Regions from separate parts of the Macaca mulatta genome. Here region 1 is linked to region 2. Evidence: chromatin contacts called from public Hi-C data. All regions are on one chromosome and are shown on one strand. Each heading gives the region's core, a stretch centred on a gene start, on an enhancer-like site or on the middle of the called end of the contact. The rest is flanking DNA. Distances are from core to core; before and after follow the strand shown.

Region 1 (5,059 bases), core at 749-3,248, 150 kb after region 2:
CCATAGGTGATGGTCAGGCATTTGTCACACGGTCTCTCTAAAGCAATAATTGGTCACAGCCAGTACAGAGAAAGGCAGTTTCCGTATAGATCAGAACTATCTGAAACTGGTGATCAGCAGCTTCCTGATAAGATCTCAGGAGTTGGGTGACTGGGCTCAAGCATGTGCTTTAAGAGGTTAAATGGTGGTGTTTAACTGGTACATGACCTAGGGGCATTCCACCGAAAGAGCAACGCCAGATGCCGGAAGTAGGTCAGCATATAAAACCCTAAGGCCAAGGTCAAACTGGAAGATGTCTGCTTGGCCTTCTTCCAAGTGTACCTTACTTTTCATTCCTGCTCTAAATCTTTTTAATAAACTTCCACCCCCACTCTAAAACTTGCCTAGGTCTCTTCTTCTGCTTTATGCCCCTCAGTCAAAGTCTTTCTTCTGAGGAGGCAAGAATTGAGATAGCTGCAGTCCCGGTAGGATAGAAATCCATATATCATGGATACAATAATTCTACAAGTATTCCTTTAATGCATATATTCTAAGTGAATCTTACTGTTCCTGGCCTTTGACAAATACCTTATTCACACAGAACTTTAATTTCTTTGTAGAAAGTCGCTTGAGGCAACACATAATTGACTTTTCCCTCTACTTCCTCATTTCACATGTAAAACCTAGATTTACTTAGGCTAATCAGAGCCTCACAAGAATGTAAGCATCTGCCTCACTGCCTGCCCTCGCTGCCATTTTTCCCTCCTGCTCGCTCTAGTAGCTTTGTAGAAAGCTACTTTCTGCAAAGAAATTAAGTGGAAAGTCATGGCCTTGGAGTTAAACAATCTGGCATGTAATTTATGTCAACATAATCTCAGGGAAATCATTTTGTCTCTCTGAAAACATAATAAAATGTGGATCCTAATGTCAGAGGCATTTGAACCAAAGAGACTCCATCTTGAATAGGGGCTGGGTAAAATGAGGCTAAGACTTGCTGGACAGCATTCCCAGAAGGTTAGGCATTTTAGTCAGAGGATGTTTACAGTTAAGAAAACATGTTAATGATGTTGATGGAAGAAATCCAGGACTTAGTAGGCCCAGGAAATGTCCTGATGTTACGATATCGTAAGAACAAAAGCATTCTTAGTTTAAAAATAAGTTTCACTTTAAATATAATAATATAAATTATTGTGGAAGACAGTAGTTACACAAACATTAACAGTCCTTTGTCACAAGCCCTTGTAGTAGTGCACATCTCCCCAAAGATTTTTTCTTCTTTTTTGCTTTGTTATCTTATATGTAAACAAGCATTATATCTAAAGTGGACACATTCCTTCTCTTGCTTTTGGGCCCTACTCTGTCTATGGAGTAGCCATTTTTTTGTTTCTTTATTTCTGTAATAAAATTGCTTTCACTTTACTCTGTGGACTCGCCTCAAATTCTTTCTTGTGTGAGATCCAAGGGCCCTCTCTTGGGGTCTGGTTTGGGACCACTTTCTGGTAACAATACCTCCTTCTTAGTGTGTGATAGAGATTTTTAAAAAGCAGTGTGCCAGAATACTAAAATGGGATGCTTTCTCAGTTTTTTGCTGTGGCTTTAAAAGGCTGAATAAAAAAGAGAGAGAAAGGGAGAGAGAAAGTATGTGGGAAGTATTTCATTTTGCATTCCAAAGTGAGGTGCTAGACTTATGCAGTATTTCCAGAGGAGGTTGTTACAAACTAATTTTTTCCAACTTCAATCCAATAAAGGGATTCCTACTGAATAGCTCGCGAAAGGAGAATTTCTTGGGAGCAAGTTATTGAAAAACAATGGCATTTCCCCTCTTCCTTCTTATGGGGAAAGGGCTTTAAGAAAAACACTTCAAGTTTAAAATATGCCCATCGAAGCATGGTGAACCTAATCAAATAGTGTCTATGAAATCTAAAGGGCAAGAAACTGTGAGAACTGGCTTGATACCAGGCTGAAGAGATGACTGCACCAAGAACAGCTTCACTTTCAGTAACCAGAGTCAAGGATGTGGGTTTTCTGTGGGCAGATGTAGAGCATGTGGAGAGAGTGAGCCTGGGTCAATTATAGAAGGGACCTTGCCCCAAGGGCTTTCTGCCAGGGCTGACAGGTGAAGCAAACCCAGCAGGATGCTGATGGTGGTGTCAAATGCAGGAGACGGGAGAATAGGATGAGGATGAGGGGCATAACAGACTTGGCAGAAGAAGAGTATTCTTGGAGGTAAGAACGTCTATGTTACTGTTCACACTAGGGTTTATGTGACTCCCAGAAACATTCCACAATGAGTCAGCTTTGAGCGTTCAGCAAAGTCGTGAGAGCACAAAGACAGGTCATCATATTAAGTCAAGTAAGACTTTGTTTTACTTCTCTGCATGCATCTCCACCCCCAGTTCTGGAGGAGACAAAAGGCAGCCTACTGTGGTAAGGGAGAGTGTGAATATAAAATGGACACAAGCTCCTTCCCACTGAAGCCTTCCAGGATGAATGGGGTCGGTCCAAGCTAGGGGAAAGAGAAGCTTTATTAATATTCATAGTTTGAGGTCACATATAAGAATGGTTATTTGAATGACTGTTATATGGTTATTTTTCTAGTACAAGTAACCAGAGGGATTCTTATTATTTCGATGTGACCAGTAGAGCCATTAATACCTGCCTTTTGGTTTATTCAAGGGGTAGTGAACAACAACTCCCCCTGAGTGGGTTGGAATGCAGGGGATGGGAGGAAAAACTGTTTTCTCTGATTATGACCTATGGAGTTTTTCTCTTTCAATTAGGCGATATAATAACAATATTCTGGAGCAAAGTGTTTCTTGACCTAAATCTCCAGAATGTGTAGAATTTTGCTGGCTGTCTTCCCTCTGCTCTCAGATATACGCTGCCTTTTCTCACCCTACTTTTAGTCCTAGAAGGCTGAGCTTTTTGGAACACGTAAATGTTCCTGTGCCCTCTGGCTTTGGTGTGGATCAAGCAATAGATAATTTGGGGAAGAGAGAACAGAGGAAGAGCTGGAGACAGGTCAGGATACTTTTCTCCTGGCCATTCCTTGCATGACCTCTTCCAGGGAGGTATGCTCCTGAAAAAAAGTCACTACTTTTCTTTTCTTTTTTTTTTTTTTTTCGGGATGACATCTCACTCTGTTGCCCAGGCTGGAGTACAGTGGTGCGATCTTGGCTCACTGCAACCTCTGCCTCCCGGGTTCAAGCGATTCTCCTGCCTCAGCTTCCCAAGGAGCTGGGATTACAGGTGCATGCTACCAACATCCGGCTAACTTCTATATTTTTAGTAGAGATGGGGTTTCACTTTGCTGGTCAGGCTGGTCTTGAACTCCCAACCTTAGGCAATCTGCCTGCCTCAGCCTCCCAAAGTGCTGGGATTACAGGCATGAGCCACCGCACCCGGCCAAGTCACTACTTTTCTCAAGGCATCTGAAACTCTATGACTCTCTGACTTTTGGAAACCTCTTCCTTTCTTGTCTTTTCCGGCCACCATGGGCTGCTGTGCCATCCATTATTATCTGCCTGTACCCAGAGTTTTGTAAATAGTCTTCCTTTGAAAAAACCCTCCTCAAATTTTCCTGTTTCAAAGGTGACACCTATTTCTTGTTGGAACCCTAACACAATGGCATTTCTTGCTTTACTGTCCTAAAATATTAAATGTGAGAATTAAAGCAATAAGAGTTGTAAAAATGTTTAATAGTAATTAAATTCAAATGTACAGCACTATTACTGTGACTATTTGCAAGACATTTTTAGTGTTGTGTGAAGGAGTGAGAGAAACCATTATTTAGAAAAATTCTAGGCCAATCATCAGTATCTTTTTTTTTTTTTTTTTGAGACAGAGTTTTGCTTTTGTTGCCCAGGCTGGAGTGTAATGGCGTGATCTCGGCTAACTGCAACCTCTGCCTCCCGGGCTCAAGTGATTCTCCTGCCTCAGCCTCCCAAGTAGCTGGGATTACAGGCGTGCGCCACCACGCCCGGCAAAGTTCGTATTTTTAGTAGAGATGCGGTTTCATCATGTTGGTTATGCTGGTCTCAAATTCCCAGCCTCAGATGATCTGCCTGCCTCGGCCTCCCAAAGTGCTGAGATTAAAGGCATGAGCCACTGCGTCCAGCCATCAATATCTTCTAATGTTAAAGAGTCATTCAGATAGTAGATACTATTTTTTCCGGAAAAAAGACAGGGCTTGGTAGCTCACGCCTGTAATCCCAGCACTTTGGAAGGCCGAGGCAGGCAGATCACTTGAGATCAGGAGTCCCAGCTACTCGGTAGGCGGAGGCAGGAGAATCGCTAGAACCTGGGACGTGGAGCTTGCAGTGAGCTGAGATTCTGCCACTGCACTCCAGCCTGGGCGACAGAGCAAGACTCCGTCTCAAAAAAAGAAAAAAAGAAAACAGAAATAAAATGATAACTTCAGACTTTAAACAAGTGAATGGAAATAAGGAAAATATTTTGGGCTTCAAAGTATAGTTGAGTTAGTGTTGCCTGGAGAATTGAAGTAATTTGCACATGAATCAGAAAATGAAGCTAGTGTCCTATTCAGGTAAAAATATGTTAAGCAATACAACATAGGAACAACAGGTGGTTCTTTGTCTCAAGTTAATATGATCTGATATAGGGTTTTCCCTGTTTAGCTTTTTATATTTGTTTCTTTTCATCTTTGTTTTCCCTAGCTTTCATGAGTTTTTTTGTTTCCATCTCCTGGTGGACCTTTTTGAAAGTACAGTTAATTTTCTTTTTCTTTTCTGATATTCTGTAGTAATTTAGAATTAAATAATGCATTTTGTACCCTGGTGACTCAGAGTTTTAAAATCTGGCATTATGTAGCAATATAATTCTGGGGCCTATACATGTAGATGGGAAAGGGTTACATCTTTAGTTCCATTAACCCGTAAATGAAAGATAACATTTATGACCGAACACAGTGCTCATGCCAGTAATCCCAGCATTCTGAAAGGCAGAGGTGGGCGGATCACTTGAGGCCAGGAGATCGAGACCCGCCTGGCCAACATGGAGAAACACAGTCCCTACTAAAAATACAAAAATTAGCCAGGCATGGTGGCAGGCACCTATCATC
Region 2 (5,376 bases), core at 150-2,649:
AACAAAATCACAGGGCAGATAAAGAAAAATATAGCATTACTATAAATAAACAAGGCCTAAGCTTTGGATATTGAAACCACTATCTGGAATTTGACTTAAGGCCAGGACCTTCCATTTTGTCTCCAACTTCCTTATTTAAATGGAGGTTTTTCTTTATCATAGCTATAAAAAGTCCTGTTATTTTCCTTTTCCTCCATTTCTCCAAAATAACTATATAACGAAGGGATGCAGATTATCTTTCTGATTAACATTTGCCCAACACTTAATTCAGATGATTTTACTTAAATTCCTGTAATACACAAACTTTATGAAACTACAAATCTTTCTCAAAATGAGCTGCTTGAATATTGTCCAACTTTAAAGACTATCTGAAAAGATAAGGCAAACAGAAGGCAATTTCCAGTAGGAAAAAAATTAACATTTTTCTCTAGTGACCTATATATTTCTTTCCGAACAAAAGCCATATTGAAATGCCAAGAATTTCAGATTTACACAATGAAAAATAATAGCAAGTCAAGTTATATATGAAGGTGGGGGAGAGAGAGAGAGGGAGTACAAGTGAGCTTGATTGCCATTTGTCAGCTAAGCAGTATGGGAAAATAAATATGGCAGTAAGGTCAGCAGCTACACAAAGACTCAATTTCTTGAAGAGGGGCTTGAAGGTCTTGTACAAAATACAATCCCTTGAACAAAGGAATACTAATGTTTAAAACCAAATACTTGGCTGGCTGGATGCAGTGGCTTATACCTGTAATCCCGGCGCCTTGGGAGGCCGAGGCAGGTGGATCACTTGAGGTCAGGAGTTTGAGACCAGCTTGGCCAACATGGTGAAATCCCCTCTCTACTAAAAATACAAAAATTAGCTGTGCGTGATGGCACACACCTGTAATCTCAGCTACTCTGGAGGCTGAGGCAGGGGAATTGCTCAAGCCCGGGAGGTGGAGGTTGCACTGAGTCAAGATTGCACCACTGCACTCCACCCTGGGTGACAGGGTGAGACTCCACCTCAAAAAAAAAAAAAAAAAAAATACTTGGGTAAATAACCACTTTATCAAATTCAACTTCAAGTTGAATTAATCTAATTATTGGTATGTAAACACAACATTATTGAGAGGTTATCAACAAATACAGATATGACTTTAAGCAAGAGAAAAACCTCAGTCTACAGCCAGAGAAGGATGGCATCATTACTTATGCAATCATCTTTCAATTCCATTTCCTTGGCTCTACAAGTAAATCAAAAACAAGAGATGGAATACAAAGATTTTCATATATCTGAGTTAAAATTTCAGAGAACTAAATTTTTGTCAATAAATACCAATAAATGGTCCATTGCCCAGGGGCTTCGGAAAGTCTTGCTACTGAGTCAAAAGCTGAGTAACTGTTAAAGAATGCTATCTAGGTCAATCTCCCCAGGAGGGCTGAGAAGGAATATGCAAAACCTCTATAGTCCATCTAGTCAGAATAACATATTTCAATTGCTTCAAGAGTTTCTTTTTTGAAAATACTTTATGGTAGTGATTTTCTTTTCCTAAAGAATACAAAAAGCAAAGCCTCTCTCCTTCAAAATATCATACACTAATGCAACAAAAAGCTATTTCCTATATTCTTTTATTCTGCGTTGCATCCAAACATTGTTTTACTTTAATCATTCATCTCCATAAAATTTGAATTGCTAATTAAAGCCTACTCCCTAGATACCAAATTCCATACCTAACAAAATGGCAGTTTACAGAGCTCTTAGATATATGCAGCATAGAGGTGGCCAATATTCAGAAGCTACATTTTCTTATACTGCCCAAGTGATTACAAATAACCAAAATATTTGAAATGATTTAAAAATTATTTATGGTCAGAAATACACTTGAGGATAAATCCCAGGAATGCAAACACAGGAGAAAAAAATAAGTGTAGAATTCATTCTGTATCACCCAGTAATATTTGCTATAGTGAGTCCATTTTCAAGGCAGATTCCTAGGTTTTTAATGCTTGTAATGAAAACCTGGGGAGGGGAAGAAAAAAGGAAACACAATTAAGGAAAAACCTTTGAAACTCAGACAGCTTTTTCTCCTTGCCCAAGTAAAATAACTTTATTTCTATACATTTCAAATGGTACTTTATTCTTGATTGTGACGTATATACAGAATCAATGTGTTAGTTTAGTATTATGCATCAAATGTATGTCTAAGACAGTAAGGTCCCCCTCAAAAGGTGATACATGTAGTTTGAGAAAGAAAAATACGAGCTACTTTGTTAAATCGGGAACAGTGAAAATGCCACCAACTGATGGAAGCTGAGGTGGGATGTTTTGATGAAGATGTTTATAATGTCCAACTAACCTTATTTTTAAAATAATGTCTTTTATCTTCTTCTCAGTATGGGATGCAAGTCAGAATGGTGGGGAGGGAAGCTTTCTTAAAAATGCCAATGCTGGACAACCTCCGTCCAGAGATTCTGATTTAAGTATTCTAGAGTGTCATTTTTGCAATGGTATTTTTAAATAACAGCAGAAAATGTAATTTAAAGACATTTCGGGACATTATTATTAGACTTAGAAATGAATAATAACAGTATCACCTAAGTCTTCAAAAATCCTAACCAAAAAACGCATCAATTAATGAGATCTAATATATTTGCAAAGTCTACTGCACTCTGCAAACTTCTTTTACATATGTAATCTTTCATGATCCTGACAACTCTGACGCTTTCCATTTAGACTGCCTCCATTTTGTAGAGGAGGAAATCAATATAAGAAACTATCTCTTTCAGCATTTCATTTTACAACTCTCATAAATATGTACATAAGTGAACCCAGATCCTTGCAAGAGCAAATATAACCCAACTGTTCGTCTGTCAGAGGCATCTGAACCAGAGCAACTCCATCTTTAACAGTGGCTGGATAAAATAAGGCTGAGACCTGCTGGACTGCATTCCTAGGAGGTCAGACATTCTAGGTCACAGGATGAGATACGGGGTCAGCACAAGACACAGGTAATAAAGACTTTGCTGATAAAATAGGCTGTGGTAAAGAAGCTGGCCAAAACCAAGACGGTGACAAATTTGAACTTTGGTTGTCCTCACTGCTCATTATATGCTAACTATAATGCATTAGCATGCTAAAAGACACTCCCACCAGAGCCATGACAGGTTACAGATGCCATGGGAACATCAGAAGTTACCCTATAAGGTCTATAAAGGGAAGGAACCCTCAGTTCCAGGATTTGCCCACCCCTTTCCCAGAAAACTCCTGAATAATACACCCCTTGTATTAATCAGCATATAATCAAATAACCATAAAAATGGGCAACCAGCAGCCCACACTGCTGCTCTGCCTATGGAGCAGCCATTCTTTATTCCTTTACTTTCTTAATAAACTTGCTTCTACCAGTTTACTCTATGGATTCCCCTAGAACTCTTTCTTACACGAGATCCAAGAACCTTCTCTTGGAATCTGAACCGGGACCCCTTTCTGGTAACACATTTTAAAGGTTTCATCCAGTTTAGATATCCCTATTTTTTCTTTATGCTTTGTTCCATTTTTCTTTTGCATAAAAGTTACGTGGGAGTTGTGCATGCATATTTTAAATCTAATTAATAAGAGTCATGGGCAGATAGGAAACAAGAGCCACTCTAGAAAATGCAGTCCTGCAGATCTAAATGGAGGTCACCATCACCCTTTAAGAATCTGATGAAAGAGCTGGGTGCGGTGGCTCATGCCTGTAATCCCAGCACTTTGGGAGGCCGAGGCAGAGGGATTACTTGAGTCTAGTCTGGGGTGACATGGTAAAACCTCATCTCTACAAAAAAAAAAAAAAAAAAAAAAACAGAAATTAGCCGAGCATGGTGGCACACGCCTGTAATCCCAGCTCCCTGGGAGGCTGAGATGGAAGGATGACTTGAACCCAGGTGGTGGAGGCTGCAGTGAGCTGAGACCATGCCACTGCGTTCCAGCGTCGGGGACAGAGTGAGACTCTTGTCTCAAAAAACAAGTGAATCTGATGAAAGCTTCTAGAGGAAAATGTAAATAAACAGAATATCTTACATACAATTTAGAGTGTTCTGTTTTCTGTTTTTTGTCTTGTTACTGTTTTAATAAATGAGGAGTGCTACAGCAATGTGCTGAGAGAGTAACTTATTTTTGCACTCTAGTGGAACACAGAATTTGATTTTTCCACTACAACATGAGGCTTATAGTTTTTTAAAAAAAGATCCTAAACTTGACCATACACACTCTTCTTACCTTTATGAGAGGACTCTGATTTTGAGAAATGCCGTGTGGAACTCTGCTGGTTTGTAAAATGAGTGTAATCCAAATCTTCACCATCTGTCACGATAGGTGGTGGTGGCCTAAAAGAAAGCCAAAATTTAAAGGGGCATTCTAAGTAACGCTTACTATAACTCCACCTCTCATTGGATTGAAAGGTAAAAACATTTTCTCGCGAAATCAAAAGCCAAAATGCTTCAGAATTCACACTGTAGTTCTTGGACAGTTGCATGGCCTTGAATAAATTATTTATCTTCCCATTCCTTTGTTTTGATGTCATAATTCAATAAAAACAAGTATCTCCTCAACAACTGACACATGTTAGGAACTGTGCTAGATAAACAAAGATTAGTATGATGTGACCACTGACATTTATAAGAAATAAACTTTGTTTTGGTGCATCTTCCCAAGTCAAAGAAAAAATAAGAATAAAGAACAGAAAAGAAGAAAATAATAAAGTCAGGGAAGAAAGGAAAGGAAAAAAAGAGAAGAGGGAAGGGTAGGAGGCAGAAAGGAGGGAGGAAACAGAAACAAAATTTCATGATCAAGGTTCCTTTATCCACTAGGTGGCAAAACAGATCTTAATATATTTGCAACTTCTATGTAATACACTTGTAAACAAAATAAAAAATAAAATTTTTACTACTCTAAACTTTTTATTAATTACTTAACATAGATTTATGCAAACATGTGGCACTGCAGCAGAAAACCTCTCATTCTTTATTTCCCAAAGGTGTACTCAAAGTTTGCACTAAAGGATAGCACCAGATTAAGATTTATCAAATATATGACCATACTGTAGGCCATTATGTATATTTATATGTAAAATCTAGAAGCCATAAGTATTCTGAGGTTTGTAAAGTTAAAATTGGTTTGGTACAACGGGCTCTGTCATGTAAAAATAAAAGCAAGTGTTTTCAAATTTTTTATCTTGTCCTCAAGCAATAAATCTTTCCCTGGGTATTCGGCATCCAGAAGAGGTCAGCATGGGATATAAAGTGGTACACGTGCTGAGGACTATGCTACAGGTTCTACACAGATTATCTCAATTAACTTTCAGGACAGGTCTACATGCTAACTATCACATACGTATTTTAGAGTCAGATTAGGTT

The links. A called contact is a pair of places that touch in the nucleus more often than the background predicts.
Region 1: a Hi-C map of liver shows a contact between it and region 2, with 5 times the contacts expected there. The contact joins two enhancer-like sites. A contact is called at or near these places in 3 of 14 Hi-C or Micro-C datasets (CD4 T cells, fibroblasts and liver).

What each region holds. Positions count from the first base shown.
Region 1 is chr2:7,446,388-7,451,446 of T2T-MMU8v2.0, forward strand. The region is part of intron 3 of OSTN (osteocrin); the gene reads right to left. The region is part of intron 1 of LOC106997177 (a long non-coding RNA gene); the gene reads left to right. Among named protein-coding and RNA genes, the nearest start is that of OSTN, 31 kb to the right of the region's middle. Within about 2 kb of position 1,999, at least 2 of the 40 cell types and tissues checked have an H3K27ac peak or open chromatin away from gene starts, as enhancers often do.
Region 2 is chr2:7,294,797-7,300,172 of T2T-MMU8v2.0, forward strand. It overlaps CCDC50 (coiled-coil domain containing 50), which reads right to left. Exons shown (of 12, transcript XM_077994129.1): 11 at 4,241-4,347; 12 at 1-2,002. The coding sequence ends at 1,983. Among named protein-coding and RNA genes, the nearest start is that of PYDC2, 74 kb to the left of the region's middle. Within about 2 kb of position 1,400, at least 1 of the 40 cell types and tissues checked has an H3K27ac peak or open chromatin away from gene starts, as enhancers often do.